Regions from separate parts of the Sus scrofa genome. Here region 1 is linked to region 2. Evidence: chromatin contacts called from public Hi-C data. All regions are on one chromosome and are shown on one strand. The core of a region is the stretch at or near the end of the contact, and the rest is flanking DNA. Distances in the headings are between cores, read along the strand shown.

Region 1 (6,445 bases), core at 2,837-5,336, 57 kb before region 2:
TGGAAAGGAAGCAGTGACTGGGAGGGTGCTAGGCAGAGGATGTGCCCCAGCCCAGCTAAGGGTGGAGAAGGGGCGCCGGGGCAGGTGAGCTGGAGGCCTCGCTTACCTCCATGCCCTGGACCTTCAGCTTCATGTGGTCCTCTCGGGTGGTCTTCCCGTCTTTCCGCTTCTTCCAGAGGTAACCATCCTTCCGGTATTTCACCTTCTTGCGGTTGTAGAGGATAATGGAGCCATTCTGAGGCCTGAGGAGGACGCGTTGGTCTCGTGCTCTGTGAACAGAACCAGGATCCCTACCAGCCCCCACCTTTGCCAACTCTCTCACCTTGTCTTGGGGGCACAGGATAGCCACTCATCATGCTTCTCGAAGGTGATCAAGTAGGATGCAATCTCCTGCAGGAGAGGAGGCACTCAGGTTTGCGTCCCCTTCCCCAAGTCTCAGCCTGGCCTCTCGGTCATCCCCTCAAGTCTCACTCTACGCTGCATTCCAGCAGCTCGTCGGGGACGTGGCCCAGTATCTGGACCCAGCAAGGCCCACCGCCCTCCCAAGCATCCCAGGTTGTTCCGTCTCAGGCAAAAGTCTAACCTTCTCTTCCTTCCTTCTCTCTCAACCTGCAGGCCGGGTCCAAGGTCTCTGTCATCCATTCTTCACGCGGCATAGCTATTTTACCCTTGCTAAGTCCCATTTTTGTGCCATTTCCTGGCTCAAAAAATGTCAATGGTTTGATACTGCCAGGAACTCCAGACTTCTCAACCTGAAGCCAAGGTTTTTCCAGACCAAGGATCTTCATTCCCACTATTTCCCTGAACTGCATCTATCATTCCATGGTCAGACCGGCCCACCAACTCCTCTGAACGTGCCCTGGGCAGCTACCTGAATACGAGTGCCCTACAGGCCTGAAATGCCACGTGCACATTTCTCTGAGCCCACAAAGCCTAGCCATCCTGTAGACCGAATCCCTTCCCAGATCTCCAGGAAGCGCCTCTGAGGACCCAGCCCTTCCTGCATTTACAAAGATCATACACACATGCTCTTTTGCTGACAGTTCTCCTCTCATTAAATAGTCAAATCCATCATGACCAACCACAAGTACACACAAAGCACCGTGTGTGGGGGGCGTACAGAGGTGTGTGCCCTCCAGAAGGAGCCCCCATCAGTGGTACTTACAGAGCAGGGGCTAACTAGTCAGTTTCCTAACCTACACCTCGAGGATAGCAGCAGCACCGGCTCTACAACGTCTTTGGAGAACTGAATGAGATAATGCATGTCAAATGCTTAGCATAGTGCCTCGTTTGTAGGAAATACTTCCTTTTTTTTTTTTTTTTTTTTTTGTCTTTTTGCTATTTCTTGGGCCACTCCCGTGGCATATGGAGGTTCCCAGGCTAGGGGTCGAATCGGAGCTGTAGCCACCGGCCTACGCCAGAGCCACAGCAACGTGGGATCCGAGCCGCATCTGCAACCTACACCACAGCTCATGGCAACGCCGGATCATTAACCCACTGAGCAAGGGCAGGGACCGAACCCGCAACCTCATGGTTCCTAGTCAGGTTCGTTAACCACTGCGCCATGACGGGAACTCTGGAAATACTTTCTAAGTGGTAGATATTATTCTTACACAGGTGAACATGCCAAAGAGAAGCCAGTTCTCACAAGACATAGGTCTTTATACCTCTCCTATGATCCCCAAAGCGCCGAGAACAGTACCCTGAAATTGAGAGTGTCAGCAGGCACAGGAAGACCCCCATTCATGCTCCTCCAGCCCACCAGGCCCTCCGAGGCCCTAATCTCCCAGGCTCCCGAGAAAACCTCGTTTGTGTTCCACCGGAGCCGCTCTGGAGGCAGCAGCGGACAGCGAGGAAGACACTCCAGCAGCTTCTTGGGGAGAAAGATCTTCAGGTGGTGGCTGTTCTCTAGAGGGAATTAGAAGGGAGAGCTTCGTGTGCTGCCCTGACAGCCCTGTGACAGCCCAGGGGACAGGGGCCGAACCCAGAGCACTGGGGGAAGTAAGACGATGACAAGGAGTGCAGGGATCCAAGAATCAGAAGATCACCACCACTCCAGGAGGAAAAAAGGCTGTGCCCAAACTGGGAACCTGGACTGTGAACTCACCAGCAACCTCGGTGGTGTCCTTGGTATTCATGGTGAGGGCTCCAGGGGGCAAGATCACCCCCGGCCAGAAGGGCCGGGGGGAGGGGGAGTCTGTGCTGAGAAGGGAGAGAACAAGGTCATGGCAGAAGCCCCCACGCTAATGGATGAGAATGAGGTGGGAGATGGGTACAGAACTGGGTCATGATATCTGGGAAAGATAAGGAAGAGAGAGGAAGCGGTTGGACTGTGATGACAGAGTACAGCCGGGAATGGAGGAGAGGGACAGCCCAGCCATGGGCCAGTAACGAACACGAGCGGGGAGACACGACAGGACAGAGCCGTCAGGAAGAGACCGGCCCGGTGGGGGAGGGGAGAGAAGGCCGGCGGGGCTGGCGCGTTTCAGAGGCCCTACAGCCTGGGCTCTTGTGAGGCTGGGGCTGCGATGGGGTCAGGTCCTGGGGCTGGGACTCAGAGCATCCGGTCCTTGGAGAATGGTCTGACAAATAAGAGCCTGGATGCTGGGGGCAGGGCAGGAGATCTAAGTCCGGGTAGAGAGCTAGGCCTTAGAAGACACACCCTGAGTTCCTTCTCTATTTGATTTTTCCAAGGGGAAGGGCAGATCTGCTAACTGATTATAATCCACACCCTCTCCTCCAGGCTGGTCAGGGCCTGGGAGAAACGGAGCTACACACCCAGGACCCAGCCTCCCACCCTCAGGACAACCCATCCTCCACCCTGAGACAGACCGCCCTCTCCTCTCCTATCCCTCCGCACCTCTCTCCCCAAAGCCTCTGCTTCCCTTGGCCTCCAGGCCTACCCTACCCCATCTACCACTCTGGCTCCAGCCTGGGCCCCCACCCTTCTGGGGGAACAGATGGAAGCTGGAGGATGCTCTCGGCGCGGGCTCCGCCAGGTGTCCGGGGATGGAGAGGGGGCAAGAGGCCCGTCCGAGCTCGGCTGTGTGCAGCCGAGCCTGGGTTGGGTAAGGACTCCGCCCCAGGGCGCAGGTGCGAAGTCCGGGCTAGGCAGCCAGCCAGGGTGCGGAGCGGGCCGGGGGCTGCCCCTCGCGGCGGTGCGGTGGTCCCCAGGGACGCTCCGAGGTGGGAGGGTCCCGTCTCCCGCCCGCACGTCGGGATGTCCTGGAGGAGCTGCGGCGCGGAGTCCGCGGGTGCACGGCGAGCGAGGGGCAGTGCGGGTGCGGGGGTCCCCGGGACGGTCCGGCCCGGCCGGTCCGCCTCGGGGCCCTGCGCCGAGCGGCGCCCCCTGGCGCGGGGGAGGAGGACGGAAGCGGGGAGTCGGGGCGAACCCGGCGGAGGGCCAGTGGTCCCCGGCGCGGTGCGCCACGTCCCGGCCGGCGGAGCTGCGCCCCCTGGCGCGGGGGCGGAGAGGCGGGCGAGAAGCCCTGGCTCTTACCTCCCGGGGTCCCGCGGGTGACGGCGGCAGCGGCCATTCTACCCCACACCGACCCCCCCCCAGCGCCGGCTGACAGCGGCGTCCGACGTCACTGCGCACGGGGCGGGGCCTCCCAATTAAGGGGCTGAGGGTCGCGACTGGAACCTGGGGTCAGCGGCACACGTGGGGCTCTGGGTGGGGCGCCAGCCCGAGGCCCTCGGCTTCCAGGGCCCCGAGCCAGGCCGAGGGACGGACTGCCGGGCAGTCCCAGGAGGGGCAGCCGTGCCGAGGGGCGGGATGCCGGGGTCCCGGAGGCGGAAGCTCGGCGACTGACGTGACCTCGGCCGGGGAAGTGGGGCGCGGGCGGCCGGCAGCGCTGCTGGGCGGGGAACGCAGGAGCGGGGCAGGACTTCATTTGGGGATCCAGCCCTTCATTTGAGCGGGGTTCCCTGCGAAGGCGAAAGGAGCCCCCCTCCCCACGAGCCTCTCCATCACTGCTCGGCGGAAAGAAAGACAACTCAAGGGCTCAACTTGCTGGGTTTTGGTAACAGAACAGAGAAGAGCGCACAGGGGCAGGGAGCCGGCTTGGGGGACGCTGGGGAGCTCCTGTGAGAGGGGCGGGGCGGGCTGGAAGCCAGGGGGCTGTCTGCGCCTAGTCCAGAGGATGGGAGAGGAGGGTGGGGGGCCAAGGAGAAGGGGAAGGCCTGGACGTCGGAAATGCCGGAGATTCCAGCGCCGAGAACTCGTCTTGGGCCCGAGGCACGCCCGCACCTTGGGGTGGACGGCTTCTCCTTACTCCTCAGACCACAGCTCCATCCCCCAGCGACTGCAAACGGGGTCCCTACTGGCTGTGGCGGTGCTGAAGGAGGCCAGAGAACTCAGCCCCCTGGAGAGACAAGACCTCTCCTGGCCCAGGGGACTCCAGGGAGACCAAAGCAGCTGTACGGATGACAAAGATAACGAGAGAATCAAAAAGAAGTCTCTCTGCAGATTTCCTAGTCCCCAAACCCACCCTCAGCCCCCAGTCTCCGGCTCTTAGCTACTTTATTTTTCATTTTACTTTATTTTTATGCCACGCCCGAAGCATGCAGAAGTTCCTGGGCCAGGGATAGAACCTGCGCCACAGCAGCGACCCGAGTCACAGCAGTGACAATGCTGGATCCTTAAGTCACTGTACCGCAGGGGGCCAACCTTTATTTTTGTTCCTCTCAAATCCATCTGTCCAGTGCGGTTCTTGGCTTCTGCTGTCTCTCCATATAAGACATCCACGTCCCCTCCACGCCCCCGCCCCAAGTCCCTCTTCAGCCCTACCTGGGCCCTGCCAGGACTGAGGAGGTCGTCCTCTTCCCTTGGGGAGTTTGCCCTCTCCTCCTCCGGATCAGGGTGTCGCCGGGTGCTGGGTTGTCCACAGCCGTCTTCATCCAGCCCCAGCGGCTCAGGTGCAGCCCCAGAGCTGCCCCACTGGGCTTTCTTCAGTCTATGGAGACTTTAGGTTTAGGAAAGAGGTGCCTGGAAGCCAGGCTCCTGCCTCTCCGTTCTTCATCCTTTCTGCCCTGAAAGCCTCCCTGCTGGCACCAGGGGTGTTGTCTCCACTCCCAAATTTCTGCTCCCCTCAGACTGGAGTATTTTCAGTCCAGGGGCTCAGATGTACCCCCTAGCTCCCCACTAGCCTCTAGTTCTAGGGCGTGCTTTCCTTTCTTCAGTGGCCTGAGTGCCACCCCCTCCAGCTCTTAGGGCTCATCCCCCATCCCTGAGTTCCCTCCTCCTTCCCATATTATGAAACTGCTGCTTCAGTCCTACCGAGACCATGGCTCATTCCCAGACAACCTCCAATTCCTTCAAAGTTCTCCACCTTTTCCTTAGTTCAAACCATCCTGTACCCATACCCTATCTGCCTCCCAGAGCCCAGACATCTGTCCTTACTCATTGATGATTCTCTGTCGCCTCCTTAGATCCTCCAGGTGATAAGTGACAGCCCTCACTCGGGCTGGGATGCTCCCAGATCCCTGCTGCATTCCTGCCAAATGTTGCCTCCTTCTCTTTCTTCTGCAGAGCATCTCCGGGGGTGGGAGCCCCTCAGGGGGGTACAGGCCAAGCTGGGAGCAACCAGTGACTCTCTGTGCCAGAAAATGAGGAAAAGGAGCTAGAAGGCAAAACTGAATCTCTCAGGGGAGCTGGGACAGAAAGAGGGGGTCAGGGGTCTTGGGAAACCCAAGTCATGAAAATGCACCTGTGATCTGGAAAACATAACTGATTCTTAGAAAGGAGGGCCGGGTTAGTGCACTGGCTGGGGGATGCCACAGGGAAGGGGTAATAAGGACCGCCCGGGATAGGATGGCAGTGGGTGCAATTTTAACCGAAACACGTCAAAGGGCAGAAAGTTTGTCACACCAGCAAGGGTGGGGTGTACGGTTCCTCCATCCAAGTGGGCCTGTGAAGCACAAAAAAAGGGGGCTAAGAGCAGAGATAATACTCCCATCCATATCGCTTCTCTAATGACCCCTCCCAACCACCTCCCTGGCATTAGGAGCCACAATGTCCATCAGCCAGCGGGATGATTATCCCCTAACTAGTGCTTATTGCTACTGTAAGGCTTTACGGTAGTTTAAGATGGTACAGCCTCCCCGCCTCACTTCCACTTGGTCCCCGTTTTTCTCCATTCATACCAACCTGGGCTTTTGACTAAGGTTCTCCCAGAAGGTGTTTCCATAATGCCGGGGTGTCAGTCTGAGGCTCTGGGAAGGCAAGCTGGGGGGTGGCGATCGGCTGACCACCCTGGAACACCTGATGTGAGGACAAGGTAGGCTTGGGTCTTGCTTTTCCCTTAGAGCATCTACTCATGCCAGGAATTTAGGGGTCTTATCTTACCATGGGACCTTACGGCCGCCCAAGCTCCCTCGGGCCATGTCCCTTATCCATTTAAGCTGAGGACGGTGGCAAGGCCTTTGCTTTGAGAGGCGATTGGAG
Region 2 (6,611 bases), core at 675-3,174:
TAGGCTGGAGTTGGGTATTGCCCTTTCTCCAGGTCTGTTGGCCTTGATAAGACCCCAGCAGGTTAGGTTCTGGTTAGCTGGTTTCCTGAGGACAGCCCTTGTTAAGAACAGAATGCGCTGGCATATTTCAAAATCGTTCCCTTTCTCCTTCCCCAGCTAAAAGCACAAGGAGATATATCTCCAGTATTTAGTGTGAGAACTTGATGAAGTTCTTGAAGGTAAAATTCACAAAAGCGTGCCCGTCCCACCCCTGTAACTGGGTCCCCCTGGAGTTTTTAACTCTTAGACTTGTTCGCACTCTCAGAATTGCCTCCAGCAGTTCATCAGTTTCAGTTCAGACTTCCTTAGCCCAGCACTGGTTCTGCTGGAGTTTTCTCTTCTGTTGTGATTCTCTATATTTGCCTTTTGCTCCGGTTTTGGCGGGCAGTAATTTGCCCTTTGACCTCACTTCATGTCATTGATGGATCTCAGAAGAGTATTTGATTTTTCGGCTTGTTTAGCTTGTCACTTGTTAGGATGGAGGGGCAATTTCCAGGCTTTGTACATGTGGAACCAAAAACTGGAACAGATTACAGTGTGATATGTTCTTGTTGTTGCTGTTTTGTTTTGTTTTGTTTTGACTGTGCCTGAGGCATGCGGAAGTTCATGGGCCAGGGATGGAACCCACGCCAGAGCAGTAACCAGAGCCTAGTAGTGAGTGTTGGATCCTTAACCTGCTGAGCCACCAGGGAACTCCCAGATTACAGTTTAAAATAATGCATTCTTTGAGTTCCCTGGCGGTGCAGTGGGTTGAGCGTCTGGCATTGTCACTGCTATGGTTCTGGTTACTACTGTGGCTTGAATTCGATCCCTGCCCCGGGGAAATTCTGCATGCCCAGGTGTAGCCAAAAAAAAGTAATTTTTGAAATAATTGGTACCATTTATGTGGTACAGGAAACAAAAGGGCACCACTACCCAGTTTTCCTCCTTAAGAGTAAGGATCTTTATCCTTCTAGAGACAGGCTGTACATATACAATCAAATTTATATAGTAGGGTTTTTCCTCCCTCTGTTTTTGTTTTTTGTTACACACAGTTGCTAATGTTCAGTAAAGACTGTTCTGAATCTTGTTTTTATTTTTAAGATGGTTTGATACTGGTTTTTAAAGAGCTTCTTCCTTCTTAGTCATGGCTACAAAGTATTCCATTGTATGCATGTATCATAATTTAGCTAACCTCTTCCCTATGGATCCATTTAGACTGTTCCAAACCATTTGCTGTTATGAACAATGTTACACTAAATCACTTGTACAATTGTGATTTTACACACAATTAAGTCTCTCTGTTGAACGCATTCTTAGGAGTGGAATTGCTCAAAGGTGCATGCATCTTCAGTAAAACTAAAAAAAGGGGGGCATGCATTTTTCATCTGGGGAAACTTGCTCTCCCTGGAATTTGCGCCAATTTGCCTTCCTCCAGCTCATGTCCCCGCCCCTCTCACCAGTAAAGTTTTATGTTGTTTTTTTTTTTTTAAATCTTTACCAATGAGCTGAAAAATGTGACATGTGTGGCCAAAAAATGTACAGCATACTCCACTTAGGATAATTCATAGTGGAGAAAAATCATGTAAACGTAGCACATACCAGGGAATCTTCAACGGCAAGTTGCAATTTGTTAGGAATTACGGAATTCATAGTGGAAAAAACCTTATGAATGTCAGGAATGCGGGGAAACTTTTTTAGGGGGCGATCTCAGCTTGCCTCAACATCAGAATTCACAGTGGAAAAATGCTATAGGAATGTAATGGTTTGTGGAAAGTTTCTGGAAGGGTTCATACATTGTTCAACATGAGAAAATCCATTTGGGAGGGAAGCCGCTGTGAGGACTCTGACTGTGCACGAGCCCTCAGCCGCAGCTTGGGTCTCACTGAACACCAGTGACTTCACACTGGCAGAAACCTTAGGAAAGTCAGGCGTGTGGGGAGACGTGCAGACATGCTTCAGCCTTACTGGTTCCGAGGCGTCACGTTAGAAACCTTTTTTTTTCTTTTTTTTTGGTCTTTTTGTCTTTTTGCTGTTTCTTTGGGCCGCTCCCGCGGCATATGGAGGTTCCCAGGCTAGGGGTCCAATCGGAGCTGTAGCCACCGGCCTACGCCAGAGCCACAGCAACGCGGGATCCGAGCCGCGTCTGCAACCTACACCACAGCTCACAGCAACGCCGGATTGTTAACCCACTGAGCAAGGGCAGGGATCGAACCCGCAACCTCATGGTTCCTAGTCGGATTCGTTAACCACTGCGCCACGACGGGAACTCCAGAAACCTTTTCAGGGTAGTGACCACAGGAAAGCCTGTCCGCAGAGTCCGCATCTTATTCTCCATCCCTGAGTCTGCTTGTAAGAGAAACCCTGTCGTTTATTGAATGTGGTAAAACCTTTCATCAGAGCTCGAGTCTTTTTCAACATCAAAGAATACATTCCAGAGAGAGACCCTGTGAATAACATCGTAGGTGTTGGAAGGCCTTCAGTTATGTTTGAAACCCAGAAGATTCCTACAGGAGAGCAACTGGCTGTGCTAAATGTGCACGTGCTCTCAGACCTGGGTCGGGCTTTACAACAGCATCAAAGAATTCATTTCAGGGAAGACGCCTGTGAAGGTAGTGAACGTGACGATACCCCCAGCCAGACTTGTGCCTGAGAATCTACCTGTGAAAAAAGAGGTGCTACAAACTTGTGCAGTTTGAGTGTCTCTGTGTATTTAGTGTTTGAGGTGAAGCTGCCATCGGATCCCTGCATGCACTGCCTTGGTTCCTAAATCCCTATTTTTTTTTTTTTTTTCTTTTTTGGCCACCCCTCAGCTTTTGGAGTTCCTGGGCCAGGGATCAGATGTGAGCCACAGGTGCAACCTATGCCACAGCTGCAGGTAACGCGGGATCCTTAACCCACTGTGCCCCGTGTCCTGGCACTGCAGAAGGCTTTTGATCCTGTTGCACCAAAGCGGGAACACCGGCTCCTACGTTTCTTACGTGAATAGCTGATCAGATGGTAAACCTGGAGGAACGTTTGTCTACAGTTCCTCTTTCTATATCATCAGAAGTGCCACACCAGTTGGAAAAGCACTAGATTCAATTCTTGGAAAAAATCAGATGCATTCTGACTTGTCATGCCGTGTAAATAGCTCGAATGTCCTTGTGGAGAAGGATCAGAGCTTCTGATGTCTCTTGGAGTCACTTCCCACCCAGAATCAGGGACATGCAGGGCAGCCCTGGCATGGAGGGTCCTGGCACATGTCTTCCACTGAGAAGAAGTTAATATTGGGAAGAAAGATCCCAGGGGGCTGTGGTAAAAGAACCCTCATGCCTTTGAAGGGCTAAAGGGTGGAGGGACCCCGGTAAAAATGAGGGAAGAAGATGCTGGCGTCGCAGTTATTTTCTGGTACTTAATGTTGATTACCCTTTAGGGTGTTGCCTAGTAGGAGGAGGTGAAGATGCATTCACGCTCATGGGGACTAATGCCTGCCTGTTTCCCAGGACTCGGCCCCTGTGTTTCTTCTCATTCCTGCCCATTCTCTGTCAACACAGGCAAGACGGAGGCATATAGGTTCCCGTGGAAACTCTCCCGAGATAGAGTTTGGGGCCAGGACGAAAGTGAGTGCCCAGGGTGCAGAGTTGACGGAGGCACCGACTCTCTTGCCTGACCCTGAGAGTGATGCTCCCTTAAATATAGTGGCCTTGTGCCTCACTCGCGTCGCCCTAGTCCTGGCCCTGGAGGGAAGCCCTCAAGCCGAGATGGCTTGTTTGGAGGGGACTAAGTGGAAACCTGCATCTCGGGGGTCTTGGAAAGAGCTGGAGCAGAAAGGGATGGAAGGAAGAATGAAAGACGCGCTTGGGAGGAAGCTGGTCGTGGGACAGGGCTGTAGGAGTGGGCTTAGTCACAGAGCCACAGCGGCAAGACTGGGCAGCTCTAAGACACACCCTTGCCACCTTCAGAGGCACCAGCAGTGGCCCTTTCTATGCTCCCTGGTCCGTTCACTGCGTGCTGCCCTGCTAGACGCATTGCTTTTAGAGGAAAGCTTGGGTTGGACCCTTTCCAAGGAGGTCTTCGGAAGCTGGCTCAGGTAGTGGTGCTTTATTATAAAGGTGCTGGGTTTATTTTTATTTTTATTGTTACGTTATTTTTTATGGCTTTTTTAAATAAAGGTAAAGGGATAATGTGGCAGGTCTGGACATTCCCAGACAACACAAACCCTGCACTTTCCCAAGATTTTCAAGACTGGCCCTTGACCAGCTCCTGGGGGATAACCTTTGAGCCCTCAGGAGTACCTGCTGAGAGTATCTTTGTACCTGAGCCTCGGGCCAAACCAGATAGTTGGTGCTAACAAGGTGATAAGTGGGGAACACCAGTTTTTGTGTGCCACCGGGGCTTTGGGCCACACTGCCTCTGGGCTGGAGACTGAATGGCTAAGGTCAGTCACACAGACACTCCATGCCTACGTGACTGACCCCCAACCGACATCCTCACCTCCAAGGCTCAGGTGAGCCTCCCTGGGGACCCCGACATAGATAGGCTTGCAGGAAAAGCCAGGAAAAGGAGAGCAGTCTTCAGATTGTTTTGGATCCATGGCAGGTCTAAGGACTTTTTTTTTTTTTTTTTTTTTTTTTTTGTCTTTTTAGGGCTGCACCCATGGCATGTGGAGGTTCCCAGGCTAGGGGTTGAATCGGAGCTGTAGCCACCATCCTAGGTCACAGCCACAGCAAGGCCAGATCCGAGCCTCGTCTGTGACCCACACCAGAGCTCACAGCAATGCCAGATCCTTAACCCACTGAGGGAGGCCAGGGATCAAACCCACGTCTTCACAGATACCTGTCAGATTTGTCTCTGCTGAGCCAGGATGGGAACTCCAGAACTTCTGGTTTTTTTAATAATAATTTTCAGTCACAGGTGTACCCGTCGTGGCTCAGCGGAAACAAATCTGACCAGTATCCATGAGGATGCAGGATCTGTCCCTGGCCTCACTAAGTGGGTTAAGGATCTGGCATTGCCATGAGCTGTGGTGTAGGTCGCAGAAGCAGCTCACATCTGCTGATGCTGTAGCTGTGGCGTAGGCTGGCGGCTACAGCTCCGATTCGACCCCTAGCCCGGGAACCTCCATGTGCCGCAGGTGCGGCACTAAAAAGACAGAATAGTGATAATATTAATTTTCAGTCACAGAACTTGTGTTATTTTTTTGGCCACACCCATGACATGCAGAAGCTCCTGGGCTGGTGACTCAAGCTGCTGCAGTGACAACACTGGATCCTTAACCTTCTGAGCCACCAGGGAACTCCACAGACCTTTATTTGTAAACCAATTAAAAGAACCCAAAGATAAACGTTCAAAAGCAAAGCAAAGAGAGAACACAAACAGCTAAAACTGTCTGTAGGTTGCTAAATCTAGCAGCCCAAGAATTCTACCAATTGTCAAACAAAGACGTCTCTGGACCCGAGGCGGGGCAAAGGGCCTTGTTTGCTGCCGGCTGTCTGGGAGGAACCCATGTGTGAGTTTCCCCTTTAATGGGCCTCTGGTCTTACTATCAAAGCATCCCTTTCCCAGGGGGAGAAGCCGAGCACTAAATACAGTGTATTATCTAATAGTCCTTCTCCCATCCCGGAAACCTCAGTAAATATAAACGTGAGCTATTTGTTGGAAAAGTGCCTGTCCAGGGTGACTCATTAAGGATTTATGGAATGACTAATACCTTAAACTTCACCTCTTTCATCTCAGAAACCGATGACCTTGATTAAACCCCACTGGTTACTAGTTTGGTGCCGAATTCAAACAGAGCTGGTGGGAGCACCCAGCTTGTTTCCACAGCAGGAGCTCTGCAGGTCTTGGCTTAGTCCTCCCGCTCAGCACTGTCCGGTCTCCTTCTCAGATGGCACTGAAAGCGGCCTCAAATAGGGGCATTTTTATTGTATGATTGTTCACATTTCCCCCTTCTTCTTCGACCTGTGCTACTTCTCAGTCTTGAAAATCCTATACTCTTTCTCCACCAGGGTCCATGTTTCACTGCTGTATTTGCCAACAGAAATGGCTTGTCTGGTTTGAGATGCCGGTGATGATATTTTTATTACCATTATTTTGCCATGCCTGTGGCATGCAGAACTTCCCAGGCCAAGGATCAAACCCTTGCCAAACCCGTGATCCAAGCCACAGCAGTGACAATGCCAGATCCTTAACCCACTGAGCCACCAGGGAACTTCATGATATTATTTTTATATTAAGTGGGACACATACAGTATGCATATTTCAACATATCCCTTGGTATAGAAATAATTAGGAAGATCTAGATGAGGAGGATCGGTCTGTATATTGAATTCTACAGGTTCCTTGAAATGTAAATGCCTGACTTAGGACACCCCATCTGTTCAGAGTGGCAGCTCTGTCTGGTTGTCAAGTGCTCTGAGATTCAATTTTTTCCTGCCGTCTCATCTACGTTCCCAGACAGAGCCAGACTCTGGTTTGTAGGCATGTGGCGCCACCTGCCGCCCATGGAGGACACTGCCTCTTCACCCCAGAGCGGGGAGAGGATGCCTGCATGTGTAAAGACATCTCCTGCTCCCGTGCCTTTCAAGGTTCCCCAGCTACTAAATTCCACT

What was found. A called contact is a pair of places that touch in the nucleus more often than the background predicts.
Region 1: a Hi-C map of fetal skeletal muscle shows a contact between it and region 2, with 2.2 times the contacts expected there. The contact joins the promoter of CAMTA2 here to the enhancer-like site in region 2. A contact is called at or near these places in 1 of 5 promoter capture datasets (liver), 13 of 47 Hi-C or Micro-C datasets (alveolar macrophages, blood, brain and 8 more) and 2 of 2 datasets of contacts at active chromatin or transcription factors (alveolar macrophages and skeletal muscle).

What each region holds. Positions count from the first base shown.
Region 1 is chr12:51,929,435-51,935,879 of Sscrofa11.1, reverse strand. CAMTA2 (calmodulin-binding transcription activator 2) reads right to left here and starts at 4,086. Exons shown (of 23, transcript XM_021067750.1): 1 at 3,500-4,086; 2 at 2,108-2,202; 3 at 1,805-1,908; 4 at 323-390; 5 at 107-242. The coding sequence starts at 2,138. It overlaps INCA1 (protein INCA1), which reads right to left. Exons shown (of 6, transcript XM_021067760.1): 3 at 6,149-6,262; 4 at 5,870-5,909; 5 at 5,402-5,595; 6 at 4,416-4,955. The coding sequence ends at 4,535.
Region 2 is chr12:51,869,629-51,876,239 of Sscrofa11.1, reverse strand. No RefSeq gene overlaps it. Among named protein-coding and RNA genes, the nearest start is that of RABEP1, 15 kb to the right of the region's middle. Within about 2 kb of position 1,924, at least 8 of the 83 cell types and tissues checked have an H3K27ac peak or open chromatin away from gene starts, as enhancers often do. A contact at or near this core is called in fetal skeletal muscle, where this site is marked.